4 separate regions of the Mus musculus genome follow, and regions 2, 3 and 4 are each linked to region 1. A link is a contact called in public promoter capture Hi-C data. All regions are on one chromosome and are shown on one strand. Each heading gives the region's core, a stretch centred on a gene start, on an enhancer-like site or on the middle of the called end of the contact. The rest is flanking DNA. Distances are from core to core; before and after follow the strand shown.

What was found. Promoter capture Hi-C pulls out the DNA fragments that hold promoters and counts their contacts. Capture Hi-C pulls out chosen DNA fragments and counts their contacts.
Region 2: a promoter capture Hi-C map of adipose tissue shows a contact between it and region 1. The contact joins the promoter of Wfdc21 here to the promoter of Ccl5 in region 1. A contact is called at or near these places in 21 of 39 promoter capture datasets (the C10 cell line, the HPC-7 cell line, the SN4741 cell line and 14 more), 2 of 15 datasets of contacts at CTCF or cohesin (CD8 T cells and the NIH/3T3 cell line), 21 of 484 Hi-C or Micro-C datasets (B cells, CD8 T cells, the G1E-ER4 cell line and 12 more), 33 of 115 datasets of contacts at active chromatin or transcription factors (the 230-238 cell line, CD8 T cells, the HPC-7 cell line and 25 more) and 4 of 9 other capture datasets (adipose tissue, liver, macrophages and 1 more).
Region 3: a contact with region 1 is called in a promoter capture Hi-C map of liver. The contact joins the promoter of Wfdc17 here to the promoter of Ccl5 in region 1. A contact is called at or near these places in 21 of 39 promoter capture datasets (the C10 cell line, the HPC-7 cell line, Sertoli cells and 12 more), 3 of 484 Hi-C or Micro-C datasets (bone marrow-derived macrophages, embryonic fibroblasts and embryonic stem cells), 4 of 115 datasets of contacts at active chromatin or transcription factors (bone marrow-derived dendritic cells, bone marrow-derived macrophages, embryonic stem cells and 1 more) and 4 of 9 other capture datasets (adipose tissue, liver, macrophages and 1 more).
Region 4: a promoter capture Hi-C map of macrophages shows a contact between it and region 1, with 8 read pairs. The contact joins the promoter of Ccl4 here to the promoter of Ccl5 in region 1. A contact is called at or near these places in 11 of 39 promoter capture datasets (the C10 cell line, the HPC-7 cell line, cranial neural crest and 7 more), 4 of 484 Hi-C or Micro-C datasets (effector CD8 T cells, memory CD8 T cells, natural killer cells and 1 more), 2 of 115 datasets of contacts at active chromatin or transcription factors (bone marrow-derived macrophages and effector CD8 T cells) and 4 of 9 other capture datasets (adipose tissue, liver, macrophages and 1 more).

What each region holds. Positions count from the first base shown.
Region 1 is chr11:83,529,263-83,531,770 of GRCm38.p6, forward strand. It overlaps Ccl5 (chemokine (C-C motif) ligand 5), which reads right to left and starts at 1,256. Exons shown (of 3, transcript NM_013653.3): 1 at 1,124-1,256; 2 at 1-5. The coding sequence starts at 1,199. All of the region lies in intron 2 of Gm32650 (a long non-coding RNA gene), which reads left to right.
Region 2 is chr11:83,745,687-83,748,194 of GRCm38.p6, forward strand. Wfdc21 (WAP four-disulfide core domain 21) reads left to right here and starts at 1,254. Exons shown (of 3, transcript NM_183249.2): 1 at 1,254-1,437. The coding sequence starts at 1,341.
Region 3 is chr11:83,702,803-83,705,310 of GRCm38.p6, forward strand. It overlaps Wfdc17 (WAP four-disulfide core domain 17), which reads left to right and starts at 1,254. Exons shown (of 3, transcript NM_001081957.1): 1 at 1,254-1,371; 2 at 1,992-2,140. The coding sequence starts at 1,290. The coding sequence ends at 2,140.
Region 4 is chr11:83,661,331-83,663,838 of GRCm38.p6, forward strand. Ccl4 (chemokine (C-C motif) ligand 4) reads left to right here and starts at 1,254. Exons shown (of 3, transcript NM_013652.2): 1 at 1,254-1,408; 2 at 2,129-2,243. The coding sequence starts at 1,333.

The sequences.
Region 1 (2,508 bases), core at 6-2,505:
GCCATCTGGGAGAAGGAAGAAAGGAAACCCTTTTATTCATTGCCAGCTATGCTGGGCTCTTTACACGATTTATCTTAAAAGCAGTGACTGTCGTTGTCGACCTTGGCAGAAATGGCTCAGAGGACACATTTGCCATGGTGGAGAGTTCAACAGAAGCCTGTTTTGTCTGGTCCGTGAGCCAAGCCTGTGCCTTGTGCTCTGTACCGTAAGCCCCTGCTGGGATCCCTCTCCTCGCTCTGTGCCTTCTGCCCTTAGCAGGGCTTTCAGAGCTCCCCTGGTGGATTCAAAGCTTGGTGTCTTCGAGGTGTAGCATGAGTTCTGGGGGAGTGCCCAAGCCGAAGCTCCATAACTTAGTGACGATCCTAAGAGGGGCCTGAAAGTGCACATAGCATCCTGGGACCTGGCTGGCCTGTAGCGAGGGGCTCTGACCAGAGAAGCTCTTGGTGGTCACTTAATTCATCCCACAGCAGAGCTGTGGTGCTTAGCTTCCCAGTCAGATAGGGCTTTTGGAATACCAGTTTCCACAATTGTAGCAGTGTGCACCCTTAGACAAGAATCTCAGTGTTCTTAGGCCTCTGTTTCCCACTGCAACACAAGAGCAACTACTGAAAGACTATTTGTATTAAACAGGATGGCACATTAAACTCATTTGCACAGTGCCTGACCCACGGTAGGTACTTAGTTCACTATCTATCTATCTATCTATCTATCTATCTATCTATCTATCTATCTATCTACCTATTTATTTTGCAAGCCCCATTTCTTTTCTCACTATGAAATGAAAGACCATCCTACCTAAAACAGTATCACACATTTCTTAGAAACCACACTGGTGACAGATATGAGCAAGTCATTTTTCAAAGGTCAGCCCGGCACCAGTTCACAATAAGGAGTGCCTGCAGAATTCATAATATCATCTTTGAAGACACAGAAAAGTTCCTCAGAGGATCCTGCCATTAGTATACAAGACATCTAACAGTGATGACAGGGTAGCCGTGTCAAGGATGCGTAAGAATGTACAGCAGCATACACAGTAGGATTGGAAAGAAGGGGAGGTCTGGGTATCAAGATGGGTTGGCATCGAGGCAGAGTGGGGCTGTGATGGTCAGAACCCTCGACTTACATGGTGAGGCAGGTGCGGGGGTGCAGAGGGCGGCTGCAGTGAGGATGATGGTGAGGGCAGCTGCAGAGATCTTCATGGTACCCGCGGCAGAGGCTGTGGGAGATGCATGTGCTGTCTCAGAGTCCTCTGCAAGGGGTGCTCTGCAGCTCAGGCAGACCTTTTATAGGGAGCCAGGGTAGCAGAGGAAGTGCCCCCCCCCAGCCCCAGGACTTGGGGAGTTTCCACAAAAGACACCAAACACTTGTTGCTGTCATAAAATGAAAACACAAAATGGAAAAGAAAACTGAAATCACCCTTGGAAGTATGACTCTGCCTCTAACTGCCCTCCAGTCCAGGATGACTCCCTCTCTGGCCAAATACAGTAGGGGAAAATTTCTTCCTCCCCCTCCCCCTCCCCCTCAGATCTGCCGTCCCACTCAGGGCCTCTCCAGGTAGCAGGGAGCTGTTGTCTTAAGGCAAGTAGGGGTCAGTTAAGGTCAAGCCATTGGTCTTCACTTGGCAAATTCCCAAGTTGTAGCCCAGACTTGATTTTGGTCTTTCTGTTTTCTCCATGGAAGAGTATTTGTCATGAGCATACCATATCAGAAACAGACCACACTTGTGTCATTGATAACAATAAGTTAACAAGGTATAGGAGATTTGTTGTAAGGAATTTGCCAGGTAATCCTGATTCCCAGATAACTAGGTAGATATAGGCATACTTACACTTAGTGTGTGACATGTGATCTGAGAGTTAACATTAGTAACTAAGATGGGAACAAAAGAGTTGTGTCCTCTATGTCCATCTATTATCTATCTGTAATATCTATTTATTGTCTGTCTGTCTGTCTGTTTGTCTAGGAGTCAAGGGATCTGATAGGGCTACAAAGAATCTCTGTGGAAATAAAGATTTAAAAAAAGTGTGTGTGTGTGTGTGTGTGTGTGTGTGTGTGTGTGTGCATGTGTGTGTGCATGTGTGTGTGTACATGTGTGTGTACATATGTGTGTGCATGTGTGTGCATGTGTGTACATGTGTGTGTGCATGTGTGTGCATGTGTATGTGCGCATGTGTGTGAATGGTGGGCACAGGAGGATGCCTAACATTCAATCAGTGTGTGAATGGTGGGCACAGGAGGATGCTTAGCATTCAATCAGTCTCCGCCTTATTCTTTGTTGAGGTGCCTAGTCCAGAGTCAAGCTTCAGGGCCACAGGTCAGAGCTGAACGTCACAGTCTAGTCCCAGCATAGGAGCAAAATGTAAAGAACATGGATGCAGTGGAGGGGAATGGGAGGCTGGGTCAAGATAGACAATGGGAAAGCAAACGGATGGCAGGTCCAAGTGGATGGGCCAGCGGGTGGTAGTTCCAGAAGGCGTGCCACAGTGGGAATGGATCTAAGCTCCAACT
Region 2 (2,508 bases), core at 4-2,503, 220 kb after region 1:
GTGTTCCTAGGAATTAAACTTAGGGCCCCTGCCCTCTACTGTTGAAATAAACCATTTTCCCAGACACCTACAAAGGCACAACAAACTGATCCTGTGACTTCTCCCTCTCCCTCTTACCCCCTGCTTCCAGCTCATTTCATGTTAAGGTATTTTATGAGTTACAGTATTTGTCTTACTTAGGGTTTCTATGACTGCAATGAAACACCATGACCAGAAAGCCAGTTGGGGAGGAAAGGGGCTTTTTGGCTTACACTGCCAGATCATTGGAAGAAGTCAGGACAGGAACTCAAGCAGGGCTGGAACCTGGAGGCAAGAACCATGGAAGGAAACTGATTACTGGCTTGCTCAGTCTGCTTTCTTAGAGATGCTAGGACCACCACCAGCCCAGGGATGGCACCACCCACAATGGGCTGGGCCCTCTCCCATTGATCACTAATTGAGAAAATGCCTTAGAGCTGGATCTCATAGAGGCCTCTTCTTCACTGAGGCTCCTTTCTCTCTGGGAACTCTAGCTTGTATCAAATTGACACATTGTGTGTGCTCCTCCCCCACCACCAGGGAAAGAAGAGGGTATCTCCCCTGGCACCCAAACCACAGATGGTCTGAGTTACAAATCACTCATCTGGATTAGCAGGCGTGTCTACAAGAAGGAAGAAGTGAAAGCTCACACCTGGGCTAGTTGTCACTCTCACCCCACTCACTCTCCAAGTCGCACAGCAGTGGTGCAGCCTGAGAGGCATCCTGGGAGGGTTTGATGTAGATATTGACAGCTGGGGTTCCCCAAAATGAAGGCTCCAAACAGCAGAGATGATGGCATCAAGGCAGAGGGAACGACGCTGGCTTACTGTCTCCTCAACAGGTGGCCGCACCCCACTGGCTCTCCCACGGTCTCTCCCTGCCCTCAGTTACAGGAACAACTGTCCTAGAGCAAGGAGAGAGAAGTACAAAAGCAGATGGTGTCCTAGCTGACACCCAGCTCCTGGATTGTCATTCCCTGAGGACACATTCCTTATCACAGCTCATTCCTGGCCCAGAGTAGATCTCTAATACTTCATTGAAAAGGAACGAGAGTCCCTTACCACCCCAGCTTTCCAACTTTAGGAGGACTATCTGTGGAACAGAGGGTGTTCTGTGGCACGGAGCTTGGCTTGAGTAAGATGGCACTACCCAGGACATACATAGTGTGTGTCCCTGGCAATGCTGGTTTCCAGGCGGGGCTTTGGCTTCTGTGGTGTGCAGGCCCGCCCCTAGCCTTGCTGCCTAGCTCAGTGGGTGAAGAGGTTTAAATTCTGGCAGCTCTTGGCCCTGCTGCGTATTGGCTAACATCCTTCAGCAGCAGCATGAAGCTAGGAGCCTTCCTTCTGTTGGTGTCCCTCATCACCCTCAGCCTAGAGGTACAGGAGCTGCAGGCTGCAGTGAGACCTCTGCAGCTTTTAGGTACGTCTGGGCAAACACGGTTGCACTATTCTTCCTCAAGTGAGGGGTGAGAAGACATCCAGAACCAGTGTGTGCAGGAAGGAGGGAGAAACTGGAGGAAAGAGTTCTCTTTAGGATCCTCCTTGATGGTCACCTCTGAATTCCCCAGAACAGAATCCCTCTTCTGCTTTCCCTCTCTCCATTCCCTGGGTCACCTGACTGGACCCCCCTCCTGCTTGCTCCTCAGCCAAGCTCCCTCTCCCAGACGTCTCCTTCTCTACTGGCGTCTACCTTGACCTGTCTACAGAAAATATTCTTGTAATTATGCTAGACACAGGTCAATCTCAATCTTCTTTACCAATATTATTCTCAGAAAGGGTTTTGTTGCCGTGGGTTTTCATTGTTGTTTGTTTGTATGTTTGCCCAAGCTGGCCAGGAACTGACTGTGTAACCCAGGCTGACCTCAACAACATGGCAATCTTCCTGCTTCATCTTGCTATGCTGGGATTACAAGCACAATCCACCCCATCTTATTTGGCCTCAAAGGACTACTCTTAATCCTCTGCCCATTCTTCCCTTAGCCCTTTTGTGACCACAGCCTCATCAAACTCCTGACACACTCTCCTCTGTAATAAAGTCTCGCCTTTGCAGACTGATGCTGTCTGCCCACCCCTACCCCACAACCCCTATCCTACAGCCAGCCAGCCCTGGATTATCTTGGACTGAATGCTTGCCCCTAAATGTCTTTAGATAGAGTTTAGCCTCTCGTCTTCACTCCATCAACTACCTGTTTTTGAAACAGTTTGCATCTCTTCCGTCCTTTGCCCTCTGTTGCCTCACTGTGTCCATCCCTGATTACTCCACAGCCCTGCCATTGCAAAAGCTTCCCAGAAGCCCTCTCCACCCCCTCTTCCTTCTTGGATGTGCTTACTAGTTGGATCCTGGTTCTGTCTATGCCTTTGCAGCAGATAATCCTCCCAAATGACCTTCTCTCAGTTTATTAAGTGAAATCCCAAATCCACAGGTCCTGATGGCCTGCTTGCCCTTTGCAACATTTATTTCTCCTGTTCCCAAACTCGCCCAGACCTCTAC
Region 3 (2,508 bases), core at 4-2,503, 170 kb after region 1:
AGGAAAGCAGAACTGTCTGGCCCGTTGCTTCCAATGAAGCTGCTGTATCTCAAGCCAAGTGATGGTTGTGGGCTCCTTAAATTCCAGCAGTGGGGAGGCAGAGGCAGGTGGATATCTGAGTTTAAGGTCACCCTGGTCTACAGGGCAAAGTCCAGAACATCCAGGGCTACACAGAAAAATCCTGTCACAAAAATAACAAACAAACAAGAACAAAAGACACAAATAAACAGAAACCCCACTGCTATATATTATGATTTTATACATATTATATAAATTATAACATTACAAAAAATATTATAAATAATGAACTTGCCTGTGTTTCTGACAAAGCAAGCACACAATAAAGGAGGAATGTTACACACACCCTAGAATGTCTCCTCAATCTGAAGGAAGGACTAGAAATAAAGGGAGCAAAGTAAGTGACCACACAAACCCCTCAAACCCTGAGAAGACACCCTACAGAGAGAAGACACTGCAGAGCCAGCACGTGGTGACTGAATCTTTCCCACAGACTTGGACTGTCCAGCTACAATTTTGTCACTGAGAGTGTATAGTCTGGAGAGCAAAAGAGTCAGGCTCTCTGCTGAGGGACAAGGGACACTGCATGTTCTCCTAGGCCTCCCATCCCTCCACGGCTCACATATGCAGCCTTCTGTATAAAGACCTGACTTATAGAAAAGCATTGGTCGAAGACAACCTCTCATCATCAGGGAGCCTGCCTACTTACTTTCAACTGACCCTTGCCAATTGGAAGTCATTGAGTATCTGCTTTTCCAGGAGTGACTTCATTACCTACATCTGCAGGTAGGAGGGGCCCAGATCCACAGTGTTTCAGATTCTCATCTGTAGAGCTGTAAAGACACAAACCCCATCTTTCCCAGAAGAATGCTACATCATTATGTAACTGGATGTCCAGGAAGCCACCAGTGGGCCCTGACACTCCTTACTGGCTGTCTCTGCTCCAGCTCTTACTGTGAGACACAGTGCTACACAGCAATAAATATTTCCCTTGCTCATCATTCACACAAGGGCCAAGATGTGGTGTAACAACTCACATGGTAAGGAAATGAGTTTGAGACTATTTTGTGATTTTGTTTAGCATCTATCAAAGACCAATTAGAGAGAAGTCACTTATGAAACTGGAAAAAGGAACCTGGTGATGGGCAGGCACTTTCTGGAAAGCTCTTGTTTTCATGCATTTCCCCATTGACTGCTTCCTCCCACACCCATAATTCTAGCTTTACTGAGGCTATAAATTATTTCATGAGTTCAGCCGAGCCAGAGCCAACATGAAGACAGCCACAGTCTTGTTTCTGGTGGCTTTGATCACTGTGGGGATGAACACTACCTATGTAGTGTCTTGCCCCAAAGGTAAGTGTGTTAAGGGCATCCAAGCTGGAAAGAGAGGGGACTCTAGAAGATCACTAGGACCAGGGGATGCATTATTACAGGGAAAGCCATGTGACAACTGCTTGGATCACACTCACTCCCTTTAGTCTATATAGAGTGATCATTCTGCATTCCTTAGCGTTCTTAAAGACAGAGGCTGGCAGGAGGGGGTTTAGTTTGAGAGAAACTTGCACAGAAATCAGGACAGCTCCGCTAGTTTAGAGATGTGCCTTGCATTAGAGTCCTGTGGGAGCACTTGCTCAGAGATGAACCATGGGTCTGGTGTAAAGAGAGGTGTGGCTGTCATTAGAGTATTTATGGCATCTTCTGAGGTGTAAAGACAGGCTACGATGGTAGAAGTTTCTTTCTACTGAGACTGCATAGGCTGTGGAGGTGGAGAATATGCTCTGAGGGCCTGAATCAACAGCTTGGCTTTAGAGCAGGACTGGAGCTGGTGAAGCTGAGGGAAGAGCCCTGAGTTGTAAAAGGACATTATAGAGTAAGCTCTCCAGCAGGTGATGTGACTTCAGATCTCTAGCATCAATTCTCCACCTTGTTTCATGTCTGTTTTCTGGCTACATAAATATCATTGTATATTTCAGAATTTGAAAAACCTGGAGCTTGTCCCAAGCCTTCACCAGAAAGTGTTGGAATTTGTGTTGATCAATGCTCAGGAGATGGATCCTGCCCTGGCAACATGAAGTGCTGTAGCAATAGCTGTGGTCATGTCTGCAAAACTCCTGTCTTTTAAGTGAGTATAGTCCTGTGTTTTACTTTTCCATTGTTGTAATAGGACACCATGACCAAGGGAACTTAGAGAAGGAAGTTTTGGGGGGGACTTACAGATTCAGAGAGTAAGTTCATGTCCCTGGTGTTTGGGAACAATATAGCAGGCAGGAATGCATGGGACTGGAGCATTGCCTGCAGGCTTACATTTTGAAAAGCAATCCTGAGGCAGAGAGTAAGCTAACTGGGGAGGATATGGGCCTCTGAAAGCTCCCAGCCTGTCCCCTGAGATACAATTCCTCCAACAAATCCATACCTCCCAACATATATTTCCAAAGTTTTAAACCTGTGAACATATTATTCAAATATATAAGGCTACAAGAGCCTTTATCA
Region 4 (2,508 bases), core at 4-2,503, 130 kb after region 1:
GAAGTCCATGAGGACCTAAGAGCCCAAAGACACACATTCTTGATGTGTGAGTGTGACTCTCCATCAACCCAGAAAGCTCATCAGAAAGACTAGCTTGTGTGCAGCAGGGAACACAGAACACAAGACCTGGGCGATGAGGCTGAGGACAGAAAGTGTAGCAGAGGGGTGGGTGCAGTCTGTGCACTGGGAAAAGAGGACCAATGAGGGAGGATAAACTTGTGCTCTGTGAAATGACTGTGAAGCAACCCAGGGCACTGCTCTGTCTTTTCCAGCTTTTAACTTGGAAGCACTGAGGAGACCTGGCTCCCTTGTTTTTTACTCTTTGTTTTCTGTTTCTGAGAGGGGCATGTTGCAGTGTGAGGTCTAGGGTAAGCAGGTGAGTCAGGATAATTGAGCTAAAGGTGAGCGAGATCTTGGGTCCACCATCCAGTTTCCTTCATTTGCCTTACTTTGAGTTTGACTGTCCCCCGACCCCCAGTCTTGGTAGACTGCATCTTCTACACAGGTCCCCAGCAGCTAGGAACATGAGAAATGTTCCTAGGGACTGGCTGGGAAACACCCATATGCTTAGGTTGGCTACACATTTTGTCTGCAGCAAACACTATCACTAGGTATCAATCCTTATTTATACTAGAACATTCATTGGGTCTTTCAAACTTTCAAACTGTTTCTCTTATTCCAATAAAATGTCCTGAAATCTCTATTTTTTCCTCTCCTGTCCTTGTTCTAGATAGGCTAAACCAACTCTTCTGAATGATGCTGATTGAATGGTATTTCTGTGTGTGGAAGAGTCTGGAGTGGTCAATATCTTCTCTCTTGTGGTCACACCCTATGTTTGTTCTGGAAATCACAGCCACCTGGAAAGATTGACTTGAAGGCTCCACTGCCTGGAGGTGCCGACCCCCAAGTGAAGTGACTTCTTATCCACAAGCCTTTGTGGCAGGTGTGAACATTGCATCCTTCCTCTCGGGTTCACAACCCCCCTTCTCTGCCCCAGTCACTATCTTTGGTGTACCACTTCCCCCTCCAACATGCACCCCACTTCTCCACTCCATCTCCCTCCTTTCTCTTCCGTGATGTCACTGCTGGGGGGAAGACAGTCTGTCAGGAACTCCTCACTTTCAGCCAACTTCAGTTTCTTTCTCGATGCCATGACATCATCTTTACTCATGAGATTCCGTTTTCCTTCCTGCAACCCCAACCCTTGTCTTAGGCCCCAGAGTCCCTATAAAGAGGGGTTCCCAACTCAGATCAGCACAGCACTCGGCCAGCTTCTGAAGCTTCTGGGCCCTGCAGTCCCAGCTCTGTGCAAACCTAACCCCGAGCAACACCATGAAGCTCTGCGTGTCTGCCCTCTCTCTCCTCTTGCTCGTGGCTGCCTTCTGTGCTCCAGGGTTCTCAGCACCAAGTAAGTTGACTCTTCCAGCTGCTTCCAGCCCCCACCTAGTCCAGTCTTCCAACTGGGGTCAGCTCAATAGTCAGGCTTGGGCAGGGGAACCAGAGGGAGCTGGGAAGATTCCCAAGTCTGTTGTTAAACATGGAATCTTCCAGACAGCCATTAATCCTTAAGCTCCCAAAAGAGGGAATCCTTCACAGCCAATGGTCAGATATTGAATCAGCTTTCTCTCTGGTTTAAACTTGTTTGTCTTTATGCCTTGATTTCCCCACCTTTAATATGAAGCAATTGAGAGGTGTTCTGAGTTTTGATCTAGTTTCAATCTTCTAGATTTCTTTCCCCTTCTTCTTAGAGAAGTATCTAGTTAGAGTAGAAATATCATTCTGGGCTGGAGAGATGGCTCAATGGTTAAGAGCACTGACTGCTCTTCCAGAGGACCTGAGTTCAATTCCCAGCAACCACATGGTGGCTCACAACCATCTGTAATAGGATCCGACGCACTCTTCTACTGTGTGTCTGAAGATAGCTGCAGTGCACTCATATAAATAAATAAAAGTTTATTAATCAATTAGTTAATTAATTAAAAAGAAAAAGAAGTCTCATTCTGGGTGGATGACCATAGATTTCAGGGACCATGTTTTGGGTTCCAGTAGTCCATAAGAATGCTCAATGAAGATTTATAATGAACAGTGCCTGGTACAGTTTTGACCTTACCCTCACTTTTCCTTCCAGTGGGCTCTGACCCTCCCACTTCCTGCTGTTTCTCTTACACCTCCCGGCAGCTTCACAGAAGCTTTGTGATGGATTACTATGAGACCAGCAGTCTTTGCTCCAAGCCAGCTGTGGTGTAAGTACACATTGGGATGAGGGCAAGATTCGAAAAGGGCCAGGTTCAGGTGAAAATGTTATCTAACTGACGGGGGTCAATTCTAAGGGTTGAAGCTCTGCCAAAGAACAGTGAGGTCATGGGGTTCTGGTGGCTGCTGGATGGGCAGTAAAGTGTGGAGTCAGGAATGGCTTTTGGGGAGGAAGTTGCTACACGCTACGGAACTAGAAAACAGAAGATGACGCATACATACTATTTAGATAGATTGCTTAAACTATGTTAGAAG